Regions from separate parts of the Sus scrofa genome. Here region 1 is linked to region 2. A link is a contact called in public HiChIP or PLAC-seq data. All regions are on one chromosome and are shown on one strand. Each heading gives the region's core, a stretch centred on a gene start, on an enhancer-like site or on the middle of the called end of the contact. The rest is flanking DNA. Distances are from core to core; before and after follow the strand shown. Region 1 overlaps IGF2BP3 (insulin-like growth factor 2 mRNA-binding protein 3). Region 2 holds the start of NUPL2 (nucleoporin-like protein 2).

Region 1 (6,244 bases), core at 66-2,565, 250 kb before region 2:
TGCATCTTTTTAAATTTACATTTTATTTTTTTCTTTTTCTTTCTTTTGTGTGTGTGTGTGTGTGTGTGTGTGTCTTTTGTCTTTATAGGGCTGCATCTACGGCATATGGAGGTTCCCAGGCTAAGGGTTTAATCAGAGCTGCTGCTGGCGACTTACACCAGAGCCATAGCAACGCCAGATCCAAGCCACGTCTGTGACCTAACTACATCACAGCTCATGGCAACGCCAGATCCTTAACCCACTGAATGAGGCCAGGGACCAAACCCGCAACCTCGTGGTTCCTAGTCAGATTTGTTTCTGCTGCGCCACGACGGGAACTCCCTATTTTTTATTTTTTAGTGGACGTGATTTTTTAATTTAACTGTAGCTAATTTACAATGTGTTAGTTTCAAGTGTACAACAAAATTTTATATATATATATGTGTGTATATATATATGTGTGTGTGTATATATATATGTGTGTGTGTGTGTGTGTGTGTGTATATATATATATATCCCTTTTCAGGTACTTTTCCAGTATAGGCTATTACAAGATACTCCCTGTGCTATATAGTAGGTCCTTGTTGTTTACCTATTGTATATATAGCAGTATGTATTTGTTAATCCTGAACTCTTATCTCCCCCGCAGCCCAAGTTCATCATTTTAAACACTGCAGGGCAATGACTTTTGACAACTGTATATACACCTGTGAAAGCACAACCACAGTCAACACATGGAACACTTCTATCCCTGACATTCTGAGTCTGTTACAGTTTTATCTAGAGAGGTAATGTAAGGAAGAGAATGGTTGAGAGGCTGCACTTCTAGTCAGAGGGTTTGATAAGAGACTGCTGAGTCAATGATGAGGCAGGATTATGCAGGTAGACGCATATCACCAGCCATGTGAAATGCATCTTCCCCCTGGTTTTCACTTACGTGGTGTATTTTGCTTTTCAAAAATTTAGATTGGCCTTTTCAAAAAAGTTCCTGAAGTATAGTTGATGTACAGTGTACAGCACAGTGATTAAGTTACATATGTATTTTTTTCCTGTTCTTTTTCAGATTCTTTTCCCTTGTAGATTATTACAGCATATTGAGTGTAGTTCCCTGTGCTATACAGTAGGTTCTTGCTGAGGCTGACTTTTTAAAGAGCTCATTCTTAATTGTATAAAATGAGAAAGGATGGATATAATCACATACTTGAGTATCGCAGTTAACACAAGTAATTTTTACTGAATTTGGCCAGGTTGTTGAACAAGTTCTCTTTTGGGCACAGCTGGAATGAAAGTCTACAGCCGGTGTAGAGTGCCCCCAAGTGGCAGGTTGAAGAGGTCACTCTCTACTGCTCTGAGTCCAGGCTTGGCTTTTTATTTGAAAATGACCACTCCACATATGGGCCATGTGAACTAGCTCTCTGTGTAAGAAAACAAGGCAAAGAAGAACATGTTACAAATTAGACTTGGTTTTCTCTTCCTATTGTCAGCTGGTGTTGGCTGTGTTAGATCATGATTCTAGCTTCAGCCTCTTTATCTGTGAAGTGGGAAAGTGGTGATTCTTTTGATTTCTATAAGTGATAGTAGGAAGAAAGAGAGAGACGAGCCTTTTGGGAGAAATAAGATAAAATGAACATTTAGGACGTAAAGTGGTTTGGATAGAAAGTTGAATTCTAATACACTTATGTGTCTTGTGTTAGGACTTGGTATGCAATGACCAGTTAAGTGCCTAGGTGTTGGTGTGGACTTGCCAGAATTGACCCATGTTCTTGGTGTTCATCTTTAACCTTGTCTGTTGAATGTCAATATTGAGTCTTGGTATGTGAATTGATTGTGTGGTTTAAAGCTGTGGGGTAAAGTAAAAATTTTACTTAAGGAGTTCCTGTCGTGGCGCAGTGGTTAACGAATCCGACTAGGAACCATGAGGTTTCGGGTTTGGTCCCCTGCCCTTGCTCAGTGGGTTAACGATCCGGCGTTGCTGTGAGCTGTGGTGTAGGTTGCAGACGCGGCTCGGATTCTGTGTTGCTGTGGCTCTGGCGTAGGCCGGCAGCTACAGCTCTGATTCGACCCCTAGCCTGGGAACCTCCATATGCCGCGGGAGCGGCCCAAGAAATAGCAAAAAGACCAAAAAAAAAAAAAAAATTACTTAAGATTGGCATATCTTTGACCTTTTGGATTTAACATGCAACCTATAATTTTTCTGACTTATTTTGGATAATGGTTATGTTATTTGCTGGATTGTAAGTGAACTTAGTTAGATGGAATACAGTGAGGAGGATAGACTCTAAATACCCATCTCTGGATTCTGACCCTGCCACTCATGAGCAGCATGTATTTAGACAAGGTATACTTAGTCTCCAGATGATAAAATGCTGACAGTGAGGGTTATATGAGATAACAGACGCTGTCTTAGGCAGTGTGGGCTGCTGTAACAAACTACTGTAGACTGGATGGCTTAATCAGTAGACATTTCTTTCCTCATTCTTCTTCTTCTTTTTTTTTTTTTTTTTTTTTTTTTTTTTTCGCTTTTTAGGGCCGCACCTGCAGCATATGAAGGTTCCCAGGCTAGGGGTTCGATCGGAGCTACAGGTGCCGGTTTGTGCCACAGCTCAGTAGGATCTGAGCCACGTCTGTGACCTACACCACAGCTCACGGCCACTCCAGATCCTTAACCCATTGAGCGAGGCCAGGGACGGAATCCGAAACCCCATGGTTACCAGTTGGATTCGTTTCCACTAAGCCACAGCAGGAACTCCTCCTTTTATTTTTTATTGTGGTTAATTCACAGTGTTCTGTCAATTTCTGCTGTACAGCGAAGTGTCCCAGTCATACCTATATACACACACACACATATATATACATTATTTTTGTTATAATATCCACTCTATACACACACACATATGCATTCTTTTTACTACATTATCCTCCTTCCATCACAGGTGATTGGATATAGTTTCCTGTGCTATACAATAGGATCTAATTGCTTATCCACTCCAGATACTATAGTTTGCATCTACTAACCCCAAACTTCCAGTCCATCCCACTTCCTCCTCCTCTCTCTTGGCAACCACAAGTAGACCAACAGACATTGCTGACAGTTCTGGAGGCTAGGGAGTCCAAGATCAAGGTACAGGCAGATTCTTGGGGGTTCTTGGTGAGAGCCACCTTCCAGGCCTGTAGACAGAGGCCTTCTTGCTCTGGGCAAACATAACCTTTCCTAAGTGTACGCCAGTGAAGAGAGTCCTGCTCGCTCTCGTTAGAAAAACAGTAATCCCATGGGAGTTCCTGTTGTGGCTCAGTGGGTTAAGAACCTGACTAGTATCCATGAAGATTTGGGTTCGATCCCTGGCCTCACTCTGGGTTAAGGATCCGGCGTTGCCGTCAGCTGTGGTGTAGGTCACAGACACTGTTCAGATCTGGTGTTGCTGTGGCTGTGGTTTAGTCTGGCAGCTGTAGCTCCAATTCAGCCCCTAGCCTGGGAACCTCCATATGCTGCGGGTGCGACCCTAAAAAGACAAAAATAAAAGAACAAAAAAACCCCACCACTGCAGCAAAAAAACAGCACTCCCATTATGGAGACTCCACCTCACGTTCTCACATAAGCCTGAATACTTCCCAAAGGCCCCATCTCCTAATACCACCACACTGGGGCTTAGGGCTGCAACATCCAATTTTGTGGGGGGTGGGGGTGGGGAATGACATAAACATTCAGTCCATAGCAGATACAAAGCATTTTTGTGTTTATATTCTTATTTATATTGTGTCAAGCTTTAATGGGGAGAAAAAGATGCAAATATAAACGACTTCTGGCAAAAGGCTAGTAACCTAAAACTTAAATTGAAAATAACAGAGTTGGCCCTCTGTGTCTGTGGGTTCTGCATCCACAGATTGAACCAACTGCCGATGAAAAATGTTTGGGGGAGAAAATTCCAGAAAGTTCCAAATAGCAAAACTTGAATTCATCTTGTGCTGGCAACAGTTTACATCTCATTTACATTGTATTTACAGCTATTTACATAGCATTTACATTGTATTAATTATTTTAAGTAATCTATTTTAAGTAATCCGTGGATTTTGGTATCTGAAGGGATCCTGGAACCAAGCCCCTCTGAATGTGGAAGGATGACTGTAATCAGCATGATGAAATGGTTTATTTCTCTTTCAAATAAAATATGTATTGTCTAGTGTGGCCTAGAAGCAATGACCAGCCCAATAACAGTAAGCACACTAGTGACCAGATTATCTCTGGGCATTATTTCTGACTAAAAGAAACCAGTATTCCATGTAGATAAAACTGGTTGCAAATGGGGCAGGAAGTGTACAAGTTGAACTTGAACTTGTATTATCGTAACAGAAAGCAAAAGAGATCTTCAAGATTGCTAGAGTCATTTGGAAGATAGAGGATCAATGTGGAGAGGCTTCCATTGACTAGCCAAAGATGGGGCAATGTGAGCAGCAAAAAGAAATTAATGGCATGAGTTGATACACACAAAATATCCACAAACCTGTAATGTTACTGACAAAAATGAACATTTGATCATCTTTGTGCAATGCCAGGGGACCAGTTCATCATTCTGAAAAGTTTGAAGTAATGATGTCTTGGAATTTCTTAAAGAAGAGGTTGAGGAGTTCCTGTCATGGTGCAATGGTTAACGAATCCGACTAGGAACCATGAGGTTGCGGGTTTGATCCCTGCCCTTGCTCAGTGGGTTAAGGATCCGGCATTGCCGGGAGCTGTGGTGTAGGTTGCAGACATGACTCAATCCTGCACTGCTGTGGCTCTGGTGTAGGCCGGTGACTACAGCTCCGATTAGACCCCTAGCCTGGGAACCTCCATATGCCGCAGGAGCGGCCCTAGAAAAGACACACACACACACACAAAAAAAGAGGTTGAGATGAAGATTTGCATGAAGCTGATTTATTTTGTTTTATTTTTTGGCTATGCCTGTGGTATGCGGAAGTTCTCGGGCCAGGGCTCAAACTTGCACTACAGCAGTAACTAGGGCCACAGCAGCAACAATCAGAAATCTTGGCAGCTGATTAGTTTTGGAGATGATTTCAAGAAGCAGGAGTGAGAGAATGGGGAGAGTGAAATGAGGGTTTAGGATAGGCCAATGAAGGGTACTTTCCTGAGGTTGCCATAAGGAGACAGGATCTTAGAGAAATGCGCAGAATGCCTTCCAGGTGGGAGACTGGGGCATTTATCTGCTGCTTCTCACATTCTTTTCCGTAAGTTGCAGATTATCTTGAAAGATTCATCTATTCTTTGCTTCTGGGCTGTTCTTGAACTCTGCTGAGGCTTTGCAGGAAAACCTGAGGTGAGGAGTTCCTGTTGTGGCTCAGTGGTCTCTCTAAAGATTTGGGTTCAACCCCTGGCCCCGCCCAGTGATTTAAGGATCTGTTGTTGCCTCAGGCTATGGCATAGTTGCAGATGAGACTCAGATTTGATGTTGCTGTGGCTGTGGGGTAGGCTGGCAGCTGCAGCCCCAATTTGACCCCGGGCCTGGAAACTTCCAAATGCTGCAGATGCAGCCCTAAAAAGAAGTAAGAAAAAACTGAGGTGAAACAGATTCCTGAGGTGTGTTCTTAGGGATGGAAGGAGGTCCAACAACTTGAACATGCCTGAGACTGTCTTGCACAGCTGTGATGAACTCAAGAGGTGAGCAAGGGGATGTCATAAGGGGCACAAAAACATCTGATGCAGGAGGGAAAGAATCAAATTTTTATCCTGTCTTTACTGGCCTTACTGTTGTTCAGTTTCCAGATACTTGATAAAGGAAAATTATTCCTTTATGGAAGAACTCCAGATAAATAGAAAAATATGGAAGGCAGGATGGAATGAGAAAATCAGTTTTTCACCTGGAATAAAACAGTAGATTTAGGCAGTGATCATTAGTAACTGCAGTACCACAGGAAGACCACCTGTGATGAAGAGATGATGTATCTTTTCACCAACATACAAAAGCTCCCTTGTGATAGTTTCTCTCTAAACAGCAACAAAAGCAAATTGAATTTTCAGATGTAATCACCACTTTTATAGGAGTCAGAGTAATATATTAAACACCATTATGGGAGTGTAATTGGCAAAATCTAGGAAGTGAAAATCTAGAGGTTTGACAGGTTTTTTTTGTTTGTTTGTTTTTTTTTGGTCTTTTTTCCTTTTTAGGGCGGCACCTGTGGCATATGGAGGTTCCCAGGCTAGGTGTCCAATTGGAGCTGTAGCTGCCGGCTTACACCAGAGCCACAGCAATGCGGGATCCGAGTCGCATCT
Region 2 (5,947 bases), core at 2,648-5,147:
TGTTTACTAAGTGAGTACTATCATAGCATACATATCATTAAGAACTAAAATATAATAAAATATACAATACTAACTTTAATCTTTGTTCATTATCATAAACATCAATGATCACTTAACTGGGAAAGAAAGAACCAGTAAGTAATAAAGAACCATAAAATATTTAAAGTGGGTAGGACTTCAGAGATCATTTCATCTAATTCTCACATTTTGTAAAAAGGGAATAGACTCATGTCCATACAGTTAATTTGTTGACAAAGTTATGGACAGAGTCAGCTCTAAATTAAACATTTTCCCCCATCCAGAATGGTGCAATTAATAAAATGATAAGAATAATAACTGATAATAACATAATAATGGAACTCCTGTTGTGGTGCAGTGGAAATGAAGCTGATTAGTAACCATGAGGTTGCTGGTTTGATCCCTGGCCTCGCTGAGTTAAGCATCCGGTGTTGCCATGATCTGTGGTGCAGTTCGCAGATATGACTCAGATACTGCACTGCCGTGGCTGTGGTGTAGGCTAGCAGCTGTACCTCCGATTTGACCCCTAGCCTGGGAACCTCCATATGTCACAGGTATGGCCCTAAAAAGCAAAAACTAAGTAATTTAAATAAATAAAATGATAATAAAATTTAAGATTTTTACAACAACATCAAATATGGGAAAGAGGGTTTCTTTTTTTTTACTTTATTTATTTCAATCAGTTGGATATCGTACATGGCTCAAAATGTTTACAACTAGTTCTAATTTAGTTATGGGATGTAAAAGGCTAATGAATATATTTAAGTTCTGTTCTAGGAGCTGGGAGCTGAAGAAAAAGTTACAGCCAGGCACAGTCTTGGCACCAGTCATAAAGTCTACTATAAATGTTCTCAATAAATGATAAGAAATACACTCCACAATAATGAAGGAAATCAAATTAAATCAGTTTCCATGGGGTAACTGAAGTAAAAATTTTAGAAAAATACAAGATGCTATTAGTGACCTCCCAGATCACAAACTGCTTTAAATCACTTCAAACTTTGTAAGGAACCAATAACTTACACCATACTTAAGCAGGACTACTTTAGAAAGATATTCACAATACAATGTTATCAATAGAAAAGTGGAGAGTTCTGGTCGTGGATCAGCAGTTAGTGAACTGACGAGCATCCATGAGGACATGGGTTCATCTGTGGCCTTCCTCAGTGGTCAAGGATGTGGTGTTGCCGTGAGCTGCGCTATAGGTGGTAGATGCGGCTTGGATCCCACATTGCTGTGGCTGTGGTGTAGGCCAGTGGCTATGGCTCTGATTTGACCCTAGTCTGGGAACTTCCATATGCCTAAAAACTAAAAAAAAAAAAAAAAAAAAAAAAAAAAAAAAAAAAAAAAAAAAAAAAAAAAAAGAAGAAGAAGAAAAGTGGAAAAAGCATAATTAGCCTCAAGAAGACATTTTTCTGATACAGAAGAATGACATTTTTAAGTGAAATAAAGTCTAGCCTCATACATGCAAGAGAGTGGTTATCCCTGATCAAGGACGCTTCTTCTTCCTTTCGCTTATTCTGATTTGTTAGTAATTTATTTATTTTTATTTTATTTTTTGGGTGGAGAAAAAAATAGCTTTATTGCTTCGCCAGGCAAAGGAGGGTCACAGCAGGCTAATGCCTTAAAGATTGTGCCCCCATACTAATTTAATAAAGTAATAAAATTACTTCTTTTAAAATATCGTAGGTACTTTTGAAAAAAATAAGCAAGTGGTAGGAGTTCCCATAATAGCACAGCAGAAACGAATCTGACTAGGAACCAAGAGGTTGCAGGTTTGATCCCTGACCTTGCTCAGTGGGTTAAGGATCTGGGATTGCTGTGAACTGTGGTGTAGGTCACAGATGCAACTTGGATCTGATGTTGCTGTTGCTGTTGCTGTGGCTGTGGCGTAAGATGGCAGTGTAGCTCTGACTGGACCCCTGCCCTGGCCTAGGAACCTCCCCATATGTCGACGGTGTAGCCCTAAAAAAAAAGCAAGTGGTCAATAATTTTTCTAGAGGCTTTCACTTACAGAAGTTTCTTTTCATCTTTTTGCCCATCACCATCAGAGCTAGATGAAGCAAATGGGTTCTGAGACAATCCAAAACCCCTATTCCTGCTAGTTGATGCTCCAGAATCAAAAGAACCAAAAGATGGCTTTTCTTGATCTCTGCTGCCCCCCCATGGTGTGGATTTGGAGAAACTGGATGGCTGGATAACATTGGAGTATCTCTGGTTAGTGGTATTCCATCCACGTCTGTTACTACCTGAAATAAACAACAAAATCAAAAATTTTACTAGCAACTCCTCTTTTAAATCTCAAAACTCTATTATATTTTGTCTTATTATGTGCAGACATTATGCAAAGATTTAACAGGCACTACATTTCCACTTTAAATTATAAAAAGTTTCCTATGGTGCAGCAGGTTCAATTCCTAGCACAAGAACTTCCACATGCTGAGGCATGGTCAAGAACAAACAAACTTAGCTGAATTTAGAAATACATCATTATTTTTCTATGGATTTAGTCTTCTCAATATTGTTGACTGGACCATTACGTAATTTGTTGATATTACACTTAATTATATAAATTGAAAATGAACAGCTTTGTGGTTTTGTTTGTTTGTTTATTTTGTTTATTTATTTATTTTTTTTGACTGCAGAGCGAGGCATGTGGGAGTTCCAGGGCCAGGGATTGACCCTGCACCACACTAGTAACAATATCGTATCTCTGACCCGCTGCACCACAAGGGCACTCCTGACATAAACAAACAATTTTTTTTTCCTTTTAGTTTTTTTTTTTTTCTTTCTTTTCCCCCACAGTCTCACCTTTGGCATATAGAAGTTCCCAGGCTAGGGGCTGAATCAGACCTGCAGCTGCGGGCCTACTCCACAAAGACAGCAACGCCAGATCCCAGCCACATCCCGCCACCTATGGCGCAACCTGCATCAATGAGGGATCCCTAACCCACTGATCCGGGTCAAAAATCCAACCCGCATCCTCACCGATACTAGTCAGATTCTTAACCCGCTGAGCCACAGCAGGAACTCCTAGCCCGGAGTTCTTAATTGGGCATCCCATTCTCCCAATTTTACCCCCAATTTTATCATCATTTGCATTTATCTGAGGCTTATGGCTCTGTAGTTTTTATTAGATTTTTCAAAGGAGTTTACGACTTTCCCCAAATTGAGAGTCCTGACTATGACCCCAGTTGCTAGCCCCTCCCTATTAAAAAAAAAAAAAAAGTTTAGAGAAAGTTATGCTCAAGGCGTCAACGGGAAAAAAAACAAGTACCCAGGAGTACAGTAAAGCAAGGAAGAGTCTGCCTCGAACTACGCCAATTCTCCGAACCACTGCCACCAAAAGACAAGGTAGTTTTGACACGTAATTCCGACTTAAAAAATTCATTGTTTTGCATTAGTACCCACGACGAAGCAAGCACCTGCCTTCACCTGCCCAACAAGTCTACCGAGATACTAATAAATGGCTAAAAATGTCGGTGGGCGGGGCGGGCGAGGGGACGACGCAGGCACGTCCGCGTCACCCTACTGGTACGCCGTGGCGCTGTGCCCGGCGGAGGGCCCCACGGCGGCCGCTCGCACCTCTCTAGCCGGACTCACGCCAAGCTCTGCCCAGATCAACTAGCGGCGAAGGCTTGATGAGAACGTCACCTGGGGGCTGCTGCTGCTGCTGCCGTCCTCCGCCCGCACCCCCGGCGCGGGGGTGTTCGTTCCAGCACCGGTCTCCAAAGCGGCACCGGCCTTGAAGGAAAAACTGACAAATGGTCATGGCAAGGGCGTCTCAGACGGAGAGGCCTTCCTTCCTTACCCTCTGCCAGCAGAGAACCTAAAGCTACGGGAGGACCCGGAACCGCTACTGTGACGTAATTTTTTCGCGCCTGGGAAAGGCCCTGGCTCGCTTGTGCGGTGAGAGGAGCGGATTATACCCAATAGGGTTTGAGAAGAGAAGGTCCGCCCCTATGCAACAAGGATGGCCTGGGAGGGCGGGATGTTTGAATCAGCTGTGGAGGAAAAGCGGGTAAGAGACCCTGGCAAAGGACCTCGGCCTTCAAGGGAAGCTTGAGGTCCAAAATGAGAGGAAAGCTAGTCAGGCAAACCCAGAACTCCAGCACGGCCCTGAGAGAAGGATTAGCTGTGGCTGTGGTTTGAGAGACCTAGTCGTAATTTTCATTTGTAACCGGTGAGAGCAAAGATCTGCCCAGTCATTCATCAGGATGGACAACAGTGTTAGATAAAGCCAGTTGTGAGGGTTAACAGGAAATAGTTTTGGGTTTTTTAGAGCCAGTTCCCAGGCCAGGGCTTGAACCTGGACCACATGGGTGAAAATGGTGAAAGCGCTGAGCCCTAACCACACTAGACCACCAGGGAATTCCCAGGGAAGATTTTAAGGACAAACTGTAAATAAAAAGTATCATAATAACCCCCATCTTCAGATAAGTACTACATTCTTATCTTACTACATACAGAGAAACCTTGTTCTTTAAAGTCCACATATAAATAAAAAAATCCACATAATTCTACTCCTGGGCATATATCTGGAGAAAACCATAATTCAAAAACATACATGCACCCCAGTGTCCATCACAGCACTATTTACAATAGCGAAGACGTGGAAGCAACCCAAGTGTCCATGGACAGATGATTGGGTATAGATGTGGCGTATTTACACAATGGGATGCTACTCAGCCATAAAAAAGAATGAAATAATGCCGTTTGCAGCATCATGGATGGAGCTAAAATTCACAGGAAAGTGCATCAAAGGCAAATATAATGATATTTTATTATTATTATTATTATTATTATTATTTTTTTTTAGGGCCACAACCTCAGCATATGGAACTTCCCAGGGGTTGAATTGGAGCTATAGCCACTGGCCTGTGCCACAGCCACAGCAACGCAGGATCCAAGCCATGTCTGCGACCCACACCATGGCTTACACCAATGCTGGATCCTTAGCCCACTGAGTGGGGTCAGGGATCGAACTCAGGTTCTCATGTATATTAGTTGGTTTGTTACCACTGAGCCACAACAGGCACTCCCAATATGATATCACTTACATGTGGAATCTAATAAGAATGATACAAAGGAAATTATATGAGTTCCCTTGTGGCACAGCAGGTTAAGGATCTGGTGTTGTCACTGCAGTAGTGTAGGTCTCTGCTATGGCTTGGGTTTGATCCCTGGCCTGGAAACTTCCACATGCTGTGGGTGTGGCCATTTAAAACAATTATTTATGAAACAGAAACAAACTCACAGATTTCAAAATCAGTCTTATAATTATCATAGGTGAAACCATTGAGGGGAGGGAGGAATTGGGAAGGTGTGAATAACATATTCACACTACTGAATAAAACATGATTAACAGGAACCTACTGTATAGTACAGGGAAATCTCAATAGTTTATAACAACCTATATGGGAAAAAGAATAGGTATAGGTATATGTATAACGGATTCACTTTGCTGTACACCTGAAACTAATACAGCATTGTAAGTCAACGCCAATAAAATAAAACAAAGTCCACATAAATGTAGCTATTTGAAATTTTATCAGTAGGAATGAAATACCCACTCTTGCCTGGAGGACCCAAGGCACTTTGACACGGAGAAGCAGCTTTGATTTCTAACCAGGTGCAGAGCTGCAGATAAGGGGTTCCTGAAAAGAACATTTCATGTTCTCTTAAATCTGTGGTTACCAAGGAAACATGACCGTACCTCCATTTCTCACTCCAGATGTGATGTTGATGCCTTTTTACACTGCTCTATCAAAACTGTTTCATTTAGATTTTACTTAAACTCCACCTTTCCCACAAATCCTACAACTACATTTTCTTTTGTGTGTGAGACACCCTGCAGTTCCTCTAGTGTGCAGTCTCCTTGGTTGCAATGAGTCAATAAATCTGACATTGTTGGATTACAGGTTCATCC

What was found. HiChIP or PLAC-seq counts read pairs in DNA pulled down with a chosen protein or histone mark.
Region 1: an H3K27ac HiChIP or PLAC-seq map of alveolar macrophages shows a contact between it and region 2. The contact joins the enhancer-like site here to the promoter of NUPL2 in region 2. A contact is called at or near these places in 11 of 47 Hi-C or Micro-C datasets (alveolar macrophages, embryonic fibroblasts, fetal skeletal muscle and 7 more) and 1 of 2 datasets of contacts at active chromatin or transcription factors (alveolar macrophages).

The regions. Positions count from the first base shown.
Region 1 is chr9:92,229,277-92,235,520 of Sscrofa11.1, reverse strand. The region is part of intron 2 of IGF2BP3 (insulin-like growth factor 2 mRNA-binding protein 3); the gene reads left to right. Among named protein-coding and RNA genes, the nearest start is that of IGF2BP3, 40 kb to the left of the region's middle. Within about 2 kb of position 1,315, at least 1 of the 83 cell types and tissues checked has an H3K27ac peak or open chromatin away from gene starts, as enhancers often do. A contact at or near this core is called in alveolar macrophages, where this site is marked.
Region 2 is chr9:91,979,663-91,985,609 of Sscrofa11.1, reverse strand. It overlaps NUPL2 (nucleoporin-like protein 2), which reads right to left and starts at 3,897. Exons shown (of 7, transcript XM_021063448.1): 1 at 3,673-3,897; 2 at 2,033-2,267. The coding sequence starts at 3,790.